Linked DNA regions of Zea mays: region 2 is linked to region 1. Evidence: chromatin contacts called from public Hi-C data. All regions are on one chromosome and are shown on one strand. The core of a region is the stretch at or near the end of the contact, and the rest is flanking DNA. Distances in the headings are between cores, read along the strand shown.

Region 1 (2,700 bases), core at 96-2,595:
TACTTGACAGATATATATATATATATATATATATATATATATATATATATATATATATATATATATATATATATATATATATATATATATATATATATATATAGTATTTGTTTAATATATAACTCTGCTAGTATATATAGTATTTGTTCTGAATTCAAAATCAGTATCAATTTATAAGTGTTCTCTCTAAAAAGAAACATATATATATATATATATATATATATATATATATATATATATATATATATACTTTATGACCCCATAATAATAAAAAAAGAGATACGGAAGTGTACTACTTGTGTTCTACAAGAAGCATTCGTATACAATCTTCCTATTAATTAGCGTGCCTAACCGTACCATGCATGCAATTCTACACGTCAGAATATATCTCTCTGTTTTTTTTTTGTTGTTCTGGCACATTGAACACGGAATTGCATTGGGTTGGGTGGGAGAGGAAGAAAAAAAGAGGGAGAAATGTTCTTGACGCACAGATCGACGGCGGCTGTCTTGTAGTACCCCCAAATTCGCCATTCTCCTATGAGGGCGGGCGGCCGCGCGCGAGCGAGAATCGATGCTCCGGATTTTGATGTGGACCTAAAGCAGCGCATGCCAATGAAAGCAGAGACAGTGGGAATTGCATTGGATTTTAGTTCTTTATTTCGTTCGTTCTCAGCTCAGAGAGAGAGAGAGAGAGATATGAAAAAAAACATGATGCATGTTCTTAAACATGGCCCTAAATAGAGGCCGAGTGCTCGTCAAAGGCAGCATCCAATGCCCCTACAGTAGAAGCGATTGACGCATGCATGCCCCGGACGGATCGGAGGAGGGAGCGACGGACATCTAATCAAACCTAACGACGACGACCCAGCCTGCTTGCCAAAACTGATTAGAAAAGATGCATGAGCTGCTTTTAAATGTTCTTCGATCCACGAGAGAGCTGGGTATTCTTCATATTCTGTTCGCTTGGCTAGCTAGCTGCACAATTTGCTCGTCATGCATCAAACATGCACATCTTCCAGATTGCAGATATAATATTCTCATCAGGCCAGGGTCAGCAAATTAAAGCAAACAGTGTTGTCCGGCCGTAAGCATCAGCAGGACAGCAGCTAGTAGCTACTACCCAGGCAGCCAATGGCTTCTAATTAATCATGTGTCGTATAGCTAGCTATACCTGCTGATTCCTTGATCACGTACTACTACGTGTTACGAAAACGAAACGAAGCCGATCGAGATCGATGCTTTCAGATGCCATGTATGTAGTACGTGCATCACCCCAGCACCTCTCGAGCGCCACTATAAAGCCGTGCCATATCCAGAAGGGAACTGCTCATCACACAAATTAAAGCCGCCAAGAGTCCCAGCAGATCGATCGAACAGCTAGCTAGCTAGCTATATAGCGAGAGGGCTCCATCCATATCCATCCATCTGCTACTGCTAGCAGCTGCTGGCTGTTGCTGCTTGCATTGAGATGTGGATGATCAGCGCAGGGCGCATGGAGCAGTGGGCGCCGACGGCGGCAATGGTGGCCACCAACGTCGTGATCGCCGTCATGACGGCGCTGATCAAGCAGGCACTGAGCCTGGGCATGAACAGGCTGGTCCTCATCACTTTCCGCCAGATGGTGGCCACACTGTTCCTTGGACCCATCGCCTACTTCAAGGAAAGGTACGAGGGTGCTGTTGGTGGTGTGCTGTGGTGCCAAAAAAGGCGTGCAAATCCATTCCAATGAGAAAAATATGAACAGTTAGTTGCTATAGCTGGTCGTTTCATGCATATGCATGCATGGCTATATATATAAGTTGACGGCCATTGCTTCTTTTTCTTCTTCACCCCCCTGCAGGAGGATGAGACCGAAGTTCACTTCCGAGATCTTCGTGTACATGTTTCTCAGTGGAATTCTTGGGTAATTAAACACCGACTCCACTCGTCAATCGACCGCGTAGACACTGCTTGCTTTTAACGATTCATCAGCTGGTTCTTCTTCGTTGTCTAAATTGTTCCTTTCACTGCTTCTTGTTTGCCTGCTGCAGGCCGGTGCTGCTTCAGTACACACTGTTTGTCGGATTGGATTACACGACGGCAACATTCGCTGCAACGTTCGGAAATATGCTTCCAGTGGTTACTTTCCTGATATCACTTGCTTTCAGGTACCCATCCTCCTCCTCCTTCTTTTTCAGCAGATTTACATGATTTCTCCTCTCTCTCTCTCTCCATCTCTCTGACTCTCCCTCCATCTCTCTCTGACTCTCCCTCTGTCGAAATGTCTAGGCCGTAAACTTACAGTATATATTTCTATTATAAAACCCCATGGCATAAAAATAATTGACTGCAAAGTAGTAGAGTGCTATTATTGGCACTAATAATAATAATAATAATAATAATAATAATAATAATAATAATAATAATAATAATAATAATAATAATAAGATACAGTGGCTATCGATCACCGCTATGTATTAAGTTGCATGTACCAATCAATTTAACCCAAAAGCTTAAAGCTGATATATACTCCAACACTCTCCCTCACGTCGAGTCTCTCTTGGGTCTCAGACGTGGAATAGGAGCGACCAATAATTATTTTATTTTAATTGCGCTAACCAGAATTCGAACTCGTGACCTCTGGTTCTGATACCATATTAAGTTGCATGCACCAACCAATTCAACCCAAAAGCTTAAGCTGATAGAAAAAAGTGGACAATT
Region 2 (2,700 bases), core at 195-2,694, 280 kb before region 1:
CGGCTACTCTGTCGCTCACTGCTCCTCTTCGATGACGCCCTTGTCGCTCACATAGATACCGTCCAAAAACTTTCGGATATCCTTCTTCTTCACATGACATTTCTGTAGACGAACGGAGAAAACTTGTTCAGTCACACAAATCAATAGTACAGCGATCCACCAGTAGACGTTATATAACAGCAATCAGCAAAACTAATAGAGATTCATGATGGCAGTCACACAAATCGTAGCACATCAATCCACCAATAGTGATGTGAATATCTAAATACACGCAGGAACTGAAGACACAATAATCGTACTAGACAAAAGGCAATAATATACCCTGATCATGCAGTAAGCAACAGGTACAAAATTAAACAGGGCAACAATAGATTGATCACGTCGGTATTCTACAGCATGAGCATTTCCACCCAAGTTAGGACCATGACCAACCATAGGATTCACAGGGTGTTAGGTGTTTGCTGTTATTAAATACACCTAACATAAAAGCGCTGCACTTAGTTGTTGAGAGCACAATCATAAACTAAAATTGCTAACACATGGATGATGGACACTTGCACATCTAGACACTGCCGGGCAGTAGTTAAAAGTGTGATCTGCCTACACATTTCAAGCCAAAACCACCTGGACACACTATAATTCAAGCACAGCCTATGCGCTACGACTTTACCATTCAATATCGGATTCAGATCAGTATAATTCAGCAATAACAAGGAATAAATGTAAGGATCATGATCTACCACATCAAAGCACATCTGACACTGCATATAGCAGGCACTCGTAAGTAGGTAGGTAAGTATTCACCTGGTTGATGAGGGCGGCGGAGCGAGATACGAGCTCGACGTCGTTTCCGTCAAGGATGAGCTCATCCTTGACCTTCTCGGACCGGAGGATGGTCACGCCATCAAGCATGTCCACCTTCCTGACCTGAACGACACCGACCGAGTTAAGTCATACACGACACATGATAAACCCACCGCAGATCTCGTGTGGAAACAAACAGAAACAGAGATGGGTACCTACCTTCTTCTCGCCGAGGAAGTTCCTAATCTCGATGGCTGTGTTGCTGTTGGTGATGGAGGCGTTGATGGGGAAGTGGGCGTAGACGAACCTCATCTTGTAGCGGTAGCCCTTGGTGACCCCCTTGATGAGGTTCTGGACGTGGGAGATGGCGGTGCGGATGGCGGCCATGGTGCGGCGGGTGCCGAACCAGGCGTCCACCTTGAGCTTGCGGCCGGCCTCCTGCAGCTGGAAGTCGAGGTTGAGGTGCTTGAAGTTGCGGGTGAGCTTGCCGCGGGGGCCCTCCACCGTGACCAGCTTGGCGGCCACCGTGACCATGACGCCCTCCGGGATGTCCATCGTCTCCGACGCCAGGATCGTCTTCATCTTGCCCGGTGGGTGCTGCTGCGGCGGGCGGCGGAGAGGAGGATGGTTTGGCTGTGTGCGCGTACCGCGTAGGAGGACGGCGCGCTGAGGGAGAGCCTTTTATGTAAAGGAGGTGGTGACGGGTATGGTTCTGTCTGTGGTTTGATCGGGCGATCCCCGCCGTCGGATCGGTGGCTTAGGGTTTGCTTGCAGGTCCAAGAGGTCAGGTGGGCCAGTACTAGCACTGGCCCATTTGTCTGGGCTTCATGCCTTCATACCATCATTAGATGGGCCGCAGAATGGATGCCTCTACCAGCGGGTGCAATTTGTCTACTTTTGCAAGAAAACTGTTAGGCCTCCTATGACAGGGCATTCGGCTCCTCTAAAAACAAACAGTTCCCTTTCTATCTTCTTTCATTCTTTGACTTCTTTAGAGGAATCAGAGCTGGTTTACAATTTATTTGATAAAACAGTTTCTCTTATTTCTTTTTTCAAATGATGGATGAGAAAAATATAAGAGAAGCCAGTAGAAGACATGTTTTTGGTGCTGTTGCTCCCAACAAAAAATCGGCTCCAGCTCTTAGAGAGCTCTCGACGAGCAGTCATTTCTTTAACCATTTGTTTGGCGGAGCTTCATAATGAGCCTAAGCTAGAGCCAGCCGTGCCAAAGACACCCTTAGGGTTCGTTTGGGATAAAGAGTAATGGAGGGGATTGAGGGGGCTAGAATCCCTCACTATTCAAAATTAAGTAGTGGAGGATTCTAGCCCCCTCAATCCACTTTATTACCTTTGATTCCAAACAAGCCCTTAATCATCTCTAACAAAAGAACGGACTATCAGTAAAGTTTTATCCACGTCCATCTAAAAGAAGAGGAGCCACCTGTCAGTGAAGAGAGCTGTATCAGCATATAGATCGGAGGTTCACATTGTGTGACTCATCACCATCGACAAATTAAACGACCTTTCACCTTCAACGATCATATCCCTCCTGAAAGTAAAGTCACAGACGTATACAGCTTTTTGCCGCCTGATATACATGATCGACTCTCTCTCGCTTTATTTTTCTCTTTTATGTGTGGCGTACAGGTACAGGTACAGGTACAGCCGCTTGCTGTGCGATCGAGGCAGGCGAAGGTTGATGCCTCGCTGGAAAAACGAGCGGACGCAGTGCGATGTGGCCCTGCATGGACTGAACGGACCTGCTAGCTGCGGTGCTGCTCAATGAACAGAGACAGAGAGTGGTCGACGACGATCATGGCATGCAACTCTGCAATACAAGCTGCCTACCTTACCTACGCGTTGCACTTGCACAGCGCAGCAGGGCAGGCAACTAAC

The links. Hi-C and Micro-C count contacts between places; a contact is called where the count stands out from the background.
Region 2: a contact with region 1 is called in a Hi-C map of ear, with 2.2 times the contacts expected there. The contact joins the promoter of LOC100280993 here to the promoter of LOC100501625 in region 1. A contact is called at or near these places in 8 of 25 Hi-C or Micro-C datasets (bundle sheath, ear, endosperm and 3 more).

Annotation. Positions count from the first base shown.
Region 1 is chr9:28,857,481-28,860,180 of Zm-B73-REFERENCE-NAM-5.0, reverse strand. It overlaps LOC100501625, which reads left to right and starts at 1,345. Exons shown (of 6, transcript NM_001196308.1): 1 at 1,345-1,665; 2 at 1,841-1,903; 3 at 2,031-2,147. The coding sequence starts at 1,469.
Region 2 is chr9:29,134,534-29,137,233 of Zm-B73-REFERENCE-NAM-5.0, reverse strand. LOC100280993 (60S ribosomal protein L9) reads right to left here and starts at 1,444. Exons shown (of 3, transcript NM_001368334.1): 1 at 1,024-1,444; 2 at 805-927; 3 at 1-102. The coding sequence starts at 1,386. The coding sequence ends at 16.